3 separate regions of the Mus musculus genome follow, and all the other regions are linked to region 1. The links are chromatin contacts, called in public Hi-C and promoter capture Hi-C maps. All regions are on one chromosome and are shown on one strand. The core of a region is the stretch at or near the end of the contact, and the rest is flanking DNA. Distances in the headings are between cores, read along the strand shown. Region 1 has its middle 7.4 kb from the start of A930018P22Rik. Region 2 overlaps Cstf3 (cleavage stimulation factor, 3' pre-RNA, subunit 3). Region 3 overlaps Abtb2 (ankyrin repeat and BTB (POZ) domain containing 2).

Region 1 (2,700 bases), core at 183-2,682:
TTTCCAGCACGCCAGGCTGGAGACCCTGGAGCTGTGGGGCGAGGTGGGACTGGCAAGCTGCAGGGCTTGGGCTCAGTGTTCAAGGGAATAGCTCCCCAGTGTAAGCAGTCATTCCGTCATTGCCAAAGCTGGCGTGTGAGCACAAGGTCAGGTGGCAACCTGGTTTCTCAATCTCGGCAACTCATTCCGATGGTTCCAAAACACTGCGCAGGCCAAAAGGGTGAAAGAGGAAATTCCTTGAGTTGACAAACTTTGTTCTACTAAGACCCTTGCAGCCTGACAGTCACTCTGGATCCATTCCCCCAGTGCCTGGAAGAGGACAGACTTGAGTTCGGGTATGTTCAGTGCTTCTTGTTTTCCTTGAAAACTTTGGACTTTCAGACAGGTGACTGCTGGGGGCAATGAGAATCGGCCAGGAAAACCAGGTACAGAGCTCAGATGGAGACAAAGTGGGGAGGAGGGGGTAGGGGCTGTGATCCATTACCTCCAGAGAGTCCAGAGTCCAGAGAGCCCTCAGGGGCTACCCAGATAAGTGGCTCCGGCTAAGTGCTCAGGTGTGGCAGTGGACAAACATCTCATTTAATGCCTCCCACCACATTGTGGGGTAGGTCTCTCTGAGCAAGTTTTCTAAACAAGAAGCTAATGCTCCCCGGCCAGGTCACTTCCCTCCAGGCATAGTCAAGGAGCTACAGAGCTAGCTCAGAATCTAGGTCTGCTAAGGCTGCCCTACAGGTTTCTTCCTCAGTGAGCATGGCTGCAGAAACCCCAGAAAGCAGGACATAGTGGTCACCGTGGCCCAGCTTGGAAGGCTAAAGCACACGCATCATAGCATGTTTAAGACCATCTTGCTCCACACACTTCCAGGCCACCCAGGACTATGTAGCAAGACACTGTCTCAAAAGCCAAAACACACCAACCAGAACAGGGGCTGGGGAGACAGCTCGGTGGGTAAGAGTGCTCGCTGTGTACACATGAGGATCTGAGTCTGGATTCCGAGCACTCACACACAAAGCTGGGAACAGCTATGGTGCAGTAACTGCAGTGCTGGGGGCTGAAGAGGGTTGCTGGCCAGCAAGTCTAGCTCCAGGCTCAGCAAGAGACCCTGTGCCAAAGGAATAAGACAGCAATTGTGCAGGATACTTGATGTCTTCCTCCAGATTCAGTACATATTAACACACCTGGACATATACCACACACACTCACATACCACACACACACACACACACACACATCCCACACACTATCCTCCCAAAACCCAACAAAGCAAAACCCCAAAACTAAGAGCTGTAAAAGTTGTGTGTGACAACACAATGCAGAGATTGAATTCTGACCCCTCCCAGGTGTTCTCCTGGTACTCTTGAACTGATTAGGTGACACAGCAGGCCATGGAGGATGGTACGCCTGGCATTTGCTTGCCAGTGTCCACACACAACAGCCAGTTGGCGAGCACTGGGTGTAACCGCCTGCTCTGGGTCCCTGAGATAACCCAGCCCTACCCTCCTCAGACAGCTGCAGCAGCCAGACACAGACTTCATTCACACCCGCCAAAGTGGCCTCATTTCTTGCAGACTGCACATCTCAAGTACTAACTTGTCTGTGCTTGGAGCTGTTGTGGAAAATCAGAGGCTTTCAGTGGCTGACTGGGAACCAAAGCCATCATGGAAGGGCTGACAGTATTCTGGTATTACTCACTTACTTCAGCGCTGTGGGATCATACGATTGCTGATCATGTGATTGCTTCTCTGGAGACAAGACAGAGTGGGAGAAAGAAGCTGTTTCTCCAAAGAAAAAGATGCCTGGCAGTGAAGGAGACCATGATGGAAGCAACTGCCTAGGCTTAAAAAGGAGTAGAAGAGTCAGCTGCAGGTGTAGGAGAGCCAACTATCCATTTTTTCAGGAGTTCTACGAGCAATTTATCAAATGTAGTCACCATTAACAAACTTTTAGGGAGTCTGAGACAGGGAGTTGGGAGTCTGAGGTCTGTCTGAACTTCATAATAAATTCCAAGTCCAGGACTGGAGAGATGGCTCAGCAGTTAAGAGCACTGGCTGCTTTTCCAGAGGTCCTGAGTTCAATCCCAACAACCACACGGTGGCTCACTATAAAGAGATCTGATGCCCTCTTCTGCATGCAGGTGTACACACAGCAGAGCACTCATACACAAACAAAATAAGTAAAAATAAATAAATCAAAGTCCAACCTGAACCACACAGCAAGAACGAGTCTCAAAAGTTAAAGTCTCAAAAGTTAAAGTTAAATTGTATCAATTTACAACAGACTGGTGGCACAGCTCTGCCATCCCAGCCCCGGGAGGGTCAGGCAACAGGGTGCCCTCTTCTGGCCTCTTCAGGGACTGCATGTACATGGTGCATATGGCTAAATGCAGACACAAATAATGATAAATAAAACTTTTAAAAAATGACAACACATGTTGACAATTCTGAACTTCCTAATTATTTTGTTATATCTATGCTCAAGATAATTTACCCATGTTGGGTCTATAGGGTGGAAATAGCGCATAATTGCATCTCTTCCTGATGATGCACAGGGAGAATATTTACACTGTGAAAACAGGCACATGTACTGATGCGGGGTTGTCTTCCCCTTCCCCCAGGAGAATGTCGCTAAGCACCAGCACATCCCCAACTAAATGGGGAGCAAAAGCACAGCCTTGTTTGTAGCTGAGCTACAGGGGTAGCT
Region 2 (2,700 bases), core at 198-2,697, 530 kb after region 1:
CTGTGACATAACTTGGAGAGGGCCCTGCTGGTTTGAAAGGAGAAGGTGGACACCCAATGCTCTCTCTACTTCCTATTAGCTGTGAGATCTTCTTTTAAGCTCCAGTCCATGCTAGGAATGTTACTGATTTCCTCAAAGAGTGAATACAATCTGGCTAAGAATATATGTTCAAGATATGTTTCTTTTCTCCTGTACATTGGAAGGATGTTCACTGCATTAGCGAACTGCTGTGAGCCAGTGCAGTGCTAGTGATCCCCATCTTGGCTTTCATGAAGCAAGAATCTCACTTAACCCAGGCTTTTCGCTTTTACTGAGATGTTAATCCAGTGGAAGGAAAGTATCAAAAAGCAAAGCTTTATCTTAGCTGGGCATGGTGAGAGGTGCCTTTAATCCCAGCAGTGGGAAGACAGAGGCGGCTGGTCTCTGTAAGTTTGAGGCCAGCTGAGTTCCAGAACAGCTAGGGCTACAAAATGAGACCCTGTCTCGAACAAACAAGTCTAAACCTTTTCCTTCACATCACCCCACTCTCTTCTTGGTGCCATTCTTACAACTCTTTTCACAAAGTCTTGTATCTATCTTGCAATGATCCTGCCTGGAGACAGTCTAGTGATTCTTAGCTGGGGTTGAGGTAAATTTTTAAAATGCAACCTTCAAAGTGAATGGCTTCCCTTGTTGTGTTGAACAATCTTTATCATCATGAGATTTCCTTTCTCCTTCTCCATCCTTCCTGTGCTTATAACCCAATTATTCCTACTGTATCCTCAAGATTGTGGAACTGCACAATGCTCTGTAAGACCCTTTTCAGGTTTAGGATTCTTCTGTTCTGCATTTTCAGGATGTCTCCCGTGCTAAGCTAGCTGCTATAATTCCAGACCCAGTTGTAGCTCCTTCCATAGTGCCTGTTCTGAAAGATGAAGTGGATAGAAAACCTGAGTACCCTAAGCCAGACACTCAGCAGATGATTCCATTTCAGCCACGACATTTAGCACGTAAGATCCAGAACTCAGACGTTCGTTTGATTTCAATCCAAGGTGTGGGAGGGAAGTAACCTGGCCTTTTCCACTGTAAGTTAACTATTAGACTTGGGGTCACAGTGAGTTGACAGTAATCTTTGAACTGCAAACACTAAGAATGTTTAAAAAACCAATCAACCCAAGCCTCTGAACACTGCAGACCTCAGTTGCCCATTTCACACATGCTGCAGTGTGCAGAGTACTCGACCAACTGGAAACTCACTGCAGTTGTGAGTGGTTAGTAGCCCCTCTAGGTCCTCTTTGAACAAGACCCTTTTGATTAAATGTGCTTTTGAACAAGTGACTTCAAACAGGATTACTAAACACTGTAACTCAAAAGTAGTAAACAAAAATGTCTTTTAGAGCAGACCTGGCTGGCTTTACATGAAGTCACTTGTCTGATTCCCAGTGACCTAAGACTGACACTGAATTTCCTGTCCGGCCTATTTCATTTGGTCACTTGGTTAAAGCACTACAGCCCTTTGTATGTGTTCAGAAGGGAGCGGCAGGGACATAGAAAGTTGTGTGCAGGTCACTTGACTTCAGCTTTCTCACATAGAAACTGTGCCCATGTTTCATGCCTGCTTTCTCCCTCAGCTCCAGGCTTGCACCCTGTCCCCGGTGGAGTGTTTCCAGTGCCTCCTGCCGCTGTTGTTTTGATGAAACTGCTCCCACCTCCTATCTGCTTCCAGGTTTGTTCATTGTACACACTGGTTCTCTGGGTCGCAGTAATTATATGGGTTTTTGTTGTTGTTTTTGTATAGTGGGAGGTACAACAGTGAACTTGTCAGGTAACTGAGCTGAAATGTACTCGTGTCATGATAGGGTCCTTTTGTACAAGTGGATGAGCTGATGGAAATTTTCCGAAGATGCAAGATACCAAACAGTAAGTAACAGAAGCTCATTTTCACTGCGGAATCTACATTGTTTCCCAGAGAGAAAGGATTGTTCTCTTCAGCAAAGTCTCTAAAGCCAAGTATCCAGTCTACAGAGGTGCAGGAACAGCCTGGAGTAAGCTGGGCCTTCTGCAGTGTGGGCATATACTCTGGTAACACACAATCAGAATCCTGGCACGTGTGGTGGTGCACTGTCTAATCTGTCTTAGCATTTTCTCGGTTTTAATGGCAGCTGTAACTTAGTAGCAGCAACACCATTCCATGCTTGCTGACAGGCTATGGAATGGGCAGAGCACTCTTCTATAGTAGCATCGTCGTAAGCGATGTTCTTTTTGCTCCATCCCAACAGCTGTTGAGGAAGCCGTGAGGATCATCACTGGTGGGGCCCCAGAGCTGGCTGTGGAAGGCAACGGCCCAGTGGAAAGTAGTGCTGTACTGACTAAGGCTGTCAAAAGGCCCAACGAGGATTCAGACGAAGATGAAGAAAAGGGGGCTGTAGTCCCCCCTGTTCATGACATTTACAGAGCACGGCAGCAGAAGCGAATACGATGAGTCGGCTTAAACCTACCTGCCTCTGAGAGAAAAACTCTTACCCAGGACTCCTGTTTTGCCTCTTAAGTCATATGTTTTAAAGAGACAACACTTTGTTACAAGGTTTTGGAAACAAAGTTGTATTGTCATTGGTGCCTCTGTCATATGGTTCTTGAGAAAAAACCCAAGCCTGTGTGGATTTTGAATTTGGAGCAGACCTATCCTCTAAGCAAGATTAGGTTTTAAATAACAGTACAAAA
Region 3 (2,700 bases), core at 72-2,571, 550 kb before region 1:
GGAAAGCTATAAGTTGATGTTTACATACTAAGCAAACTGTATACAACAGTGTCTAGAACAATTCAGCACAGAGAACTATAGACTTGGATTGAGAAAGTTCTGGACAGGAGCTTGCCCTCTCTGTGACTGGAGTGAATCACCCCAGTTTTTGGATCTCTGTGGTATGAGGAGGTTGGACTAGAGTCTCTGGGGGCCATTCTGTCTCTGGAAATTTTCTGGACCCCACAAGAACTCTGTGAAATCAGTTCCCTGGGATTGACCCCTGTAATTAGTATCCTGAGGAAAGAAAAAGTCCTGGCTGAAGCAGGCTGTGGGCTGGTGAGACTAGACGCCATCTTTTTAACATTAGCATTTGCTGTGATTGTTACACTTAGGTTTTGCTTCGCCTTCTCCCAGAAGGATGAGTTCTATGTACTTCTGGCTGACATAAACTGCTTGACAGCTGTGTCCAGGCCCTGGCAGGCCAGCACTGTGGTGAGGTCCAGCCCCGAGGTGACTTCATACAGCTGGTGTTTGAAGCCTGCCTACCCAGACTAGGGTATTTATAGTAGGGGAGAAGCTAGGAAAAAATAAATACTCTACACCCTTCTCTGTCCTACTTGGGACACAGATAGGCATTGTGAGGAATGTAGAAGGCAGTGCTGCACAAGCCAGCACGATATTTTTAAATGCTGTTTGTTGGGGTTGGCAGGCCTGATTTTTCAAAAAGGAGGGGAAATGAGAGTCACTGAGGATGACAGGAGGCCAGGAGTTCTAAAAAGCCAAGATGCAGAGCTTGTTGTCCTGAGGTGTGCAGGCTTTAACTTCTCTCCTCAGTCCCAGAGTTTGAGCAGGACTTGGGAGGTTAGGCTGAGAGGCGAGATTAAACAAGCTTGTGCCCTTCTCTTCCCTATCCACCTCTCAAATCCTAAGGAAAGTCAATGAAGTGTTCCAGATAAGGCAGGGGTCCCTATGTATGAACTGGGGACCTGGTGGTTTGGTCTTCATCTCAGAGCTGGGTAGATCAAGTTATACACGGAGACAAAATTGGAAAGCAAATTGCTCACAGCTGTTCTTTTGGACTTAATCCTCCCAGGGCAAGCAGGACAAGCCAGAACTATGCTGGGATTCAATACAGGAGTGTAATACAAGGCCCCGGGGTAGAGCTGCCCTGAGAATCATCAGAATATTCCCCTATCATGGGACCTTTGTAAAGTCTCACAGATGATATTGTCTATTTAGCTAGTCTCTGAGGAGATTACAGTGCGTAGGGACTCTGGGTTAGGAGCTAGGAGGAAAGTTCAGTTTGCGGTGCATCATTTGTTCAGCAAATATTTACTGAAGACTTTGTGTGGACTGGGCAGTGTTCCGGGGAGCATGGCTGAAAGTGAAGACAGGAGGCACAATGGAGGAGCCACAGTAAGGGCCCTCATGGCTGGAGAAAGCAGCTCCCAGTAGAGGGAATAACAAGGAACTGTTCCTGGTTGCTGTAGACCGCACGGAGATGAGCGTGGTTGGGTTCCTCATGGAGCAGAAGGAAGGAGAAGACGAAACAACACAGTGTTATTGCATAACAGCGCCATGTCTTTAAGGCTGAGTGTGCTGTGATGAACTTGAGCTGATTGACACGATTCCATTTGCAGTTTAAGACGGTTATTCTCTCTGCCCTGTTGGGAATGGACTTTAGTATCAAGTGTAGAAGTGAGATGATCAAGGAAGAGGGGTTTGCAATCATTGAGGTAAAAGAGGGAGGAACTTAGACAAAGTGAGGGTGGGACTTGGACAGGTTGGTCGTGGATGTGTGTATGGTCAGAGCCAATGGTATTTACCTACAGTTTGGTATGTGAGTTAAGAGAGGAAAAACTGAGTGACGACGGTAAGGCTTATGGGCCAGGCTTCACTAAAGTATTGAAGGGGCAGGACTAAGCCAGAGACTTAAGTGTAGATTTGGTTGTTTGTCCCAGATGTAATCTACAGAGATAGTAAGTAAGAAGCTGGGTAGGAGGCAAGGCCACCTTATACTTTCTCAATCGTGTAATAGATTGAATAGCTGTACTCATTTGTTTTTCCAGAGGCATAGCCCAACAAGACTGGTCAGGACTTGGGCAAGAGAGGGTTAATTTCTATTTAACATGTTCAGTTGTTAGCCTAAAGAAGCTCCTTTGTAGATGGCCAATAGCCTACACAAAGGTGATCAGCTCTACTGTTTTCAGTCATTAACACGTGGTCTGTTTAATTAGGTCCACTAGTTCTGTGAACTACTTGGAACTTTGCATACATGTTCTTCACTTCTGGAAAAAACTATAACCCATGTTCAGGCAGCTTTGGATTCTTGCAAGTCAGTCATGAGTGAGTCAGGAATTGATATTGAAAGAATGTTCATAGGATACTGTGTATATCCAAGGGCCTGCTCTTCAGAAGGTGGGGGCATAGGGTAGTTATGGATGGGACCTTATGGTTGCCACTGCCTGACCATCTGTTGTCTCAATTTTCCTCTGCTATTAAACGGGGATATCACAGTTCTCATCAAGTAGCTCTTTCATTAATTCCCAGCAGTAGATTCATGTTATCATCACCTGGAGAGCTTAAAAATATATGTGTCTGTGACTAATATAAGGGCCTTCCTTCAGAAACTCCGAAGGAAATGGTGTGGAAAAGGGCTCAGATGGTGTGGGAAGAGTGCTTGGGAACGTCTGGTACACGGCTAGCACTCAGACATTA

What was found. Promoter capture Hi-C pulls out the DNA fragments that hold promoters and counts their contacts. A called contact is a pair of places that touch in the nucleus more often than the background predicts.
Region 2: a contact with region 1 is called in a Hi-C map of liver, with 4 times the contacts expected there. The contact joins two enhancer-like sites. A contact is called at or near these places in 8 of 39 promoter capture datasets (the 3T3-L1 cell line, cranial neural crest, embryonic stem cells and 5 more), 3 of 15 datasets of contacts at CTCF or cohesin (the NIH/3T3 cell line, large pre-B cells and pro-B cells), 15 of 484 Hi-C or Micro-C datasets (B cells, the HL-1 cell line, adipose-derived mesenchymal stem cells and 6 more), 1 of 115 datasets of contacts at active chromatin or transcription factors (embryonic forebrain) and 2 of 9 other capture datasets (embryonic stem cells and pancreatic islet).
Region 3: a contact with region 1 is called in a promoter capture Hi-C map of liver, with 3 times the contacts expected there. The contact joins two enhancer-like sites. A contact is called at or near these places in 5 of 39 promoter capture datasets (the HPC-7 cell line, hippocampal neurons, liver and 2 more).

The regions. Positions count from the first base shown.
Region 1 is chr2:104,128,844-104,131,543 of GRCm38.p6, forward strand. No RefSeq gene overlaps it. Among named protein-coding and RNA genes, the nearest start is that of A930018P22Rik, 7.4 kb to the left of the region's middle. Within about 2 kb of position 1,433, at least 41 of the 459 cell types and tissues checked have an H3K27ac peak or open chromatin away from gene starts, as enhancers often do. A contact at or near this core is called in liver, where this site is marked.
Region 2 is chr2:104,662,459-104,665,158 of GRCm38.p6, forward strand. It overlaps Cstf3 (cleavage stimulation factor, 3' pre-RNA, subunit 3), which reads left to right. Exons shown (of 21, transcript NM_145529.3): 18 at 836-989; 19 at 1,611-1,705; 20 at 1,839-1,899; 21 at 2,259-2,700. The coding sequence ends at 2,461. Among named protein-coding and RNA genes, the nearest start is that of Gm6306, 46 kb to the right of the region's middle. Within about 2 kb of position 1,448, at least 6 of the 459 cell types and tissues checked have an H3K27ac peak or open chromatin away from gene starts, as enhancers often do. A contact at or near this core is called in liver, where this site is marked.
Region 3 is chr2:103,577,485-103,580,184 of GRCm38.p6, forward strand. All of the region lies in intron 1 of Abtb2 (ankyrin repeat and BTB (POZ) domain containing 2), which reads left to right. It overlaps 8030431J09Rik (a long non-coding RNA gene), which reads left to right. Exons shown (of 2, transcript XR_866592.2): 1 at 1-2,700. Among named protein-coding and RNA genes, the nearest start is that of 8030431J09Rik, 6.7 kb to the left of the region's middle. Within about 2 kb of position 1,322, at least 47 of the 459 cell types and tissues checked have an H3K27ac peak or open chromatin away from gene starts, as enhancers often do. A contact at or near this core is called in liver, where this site is marked.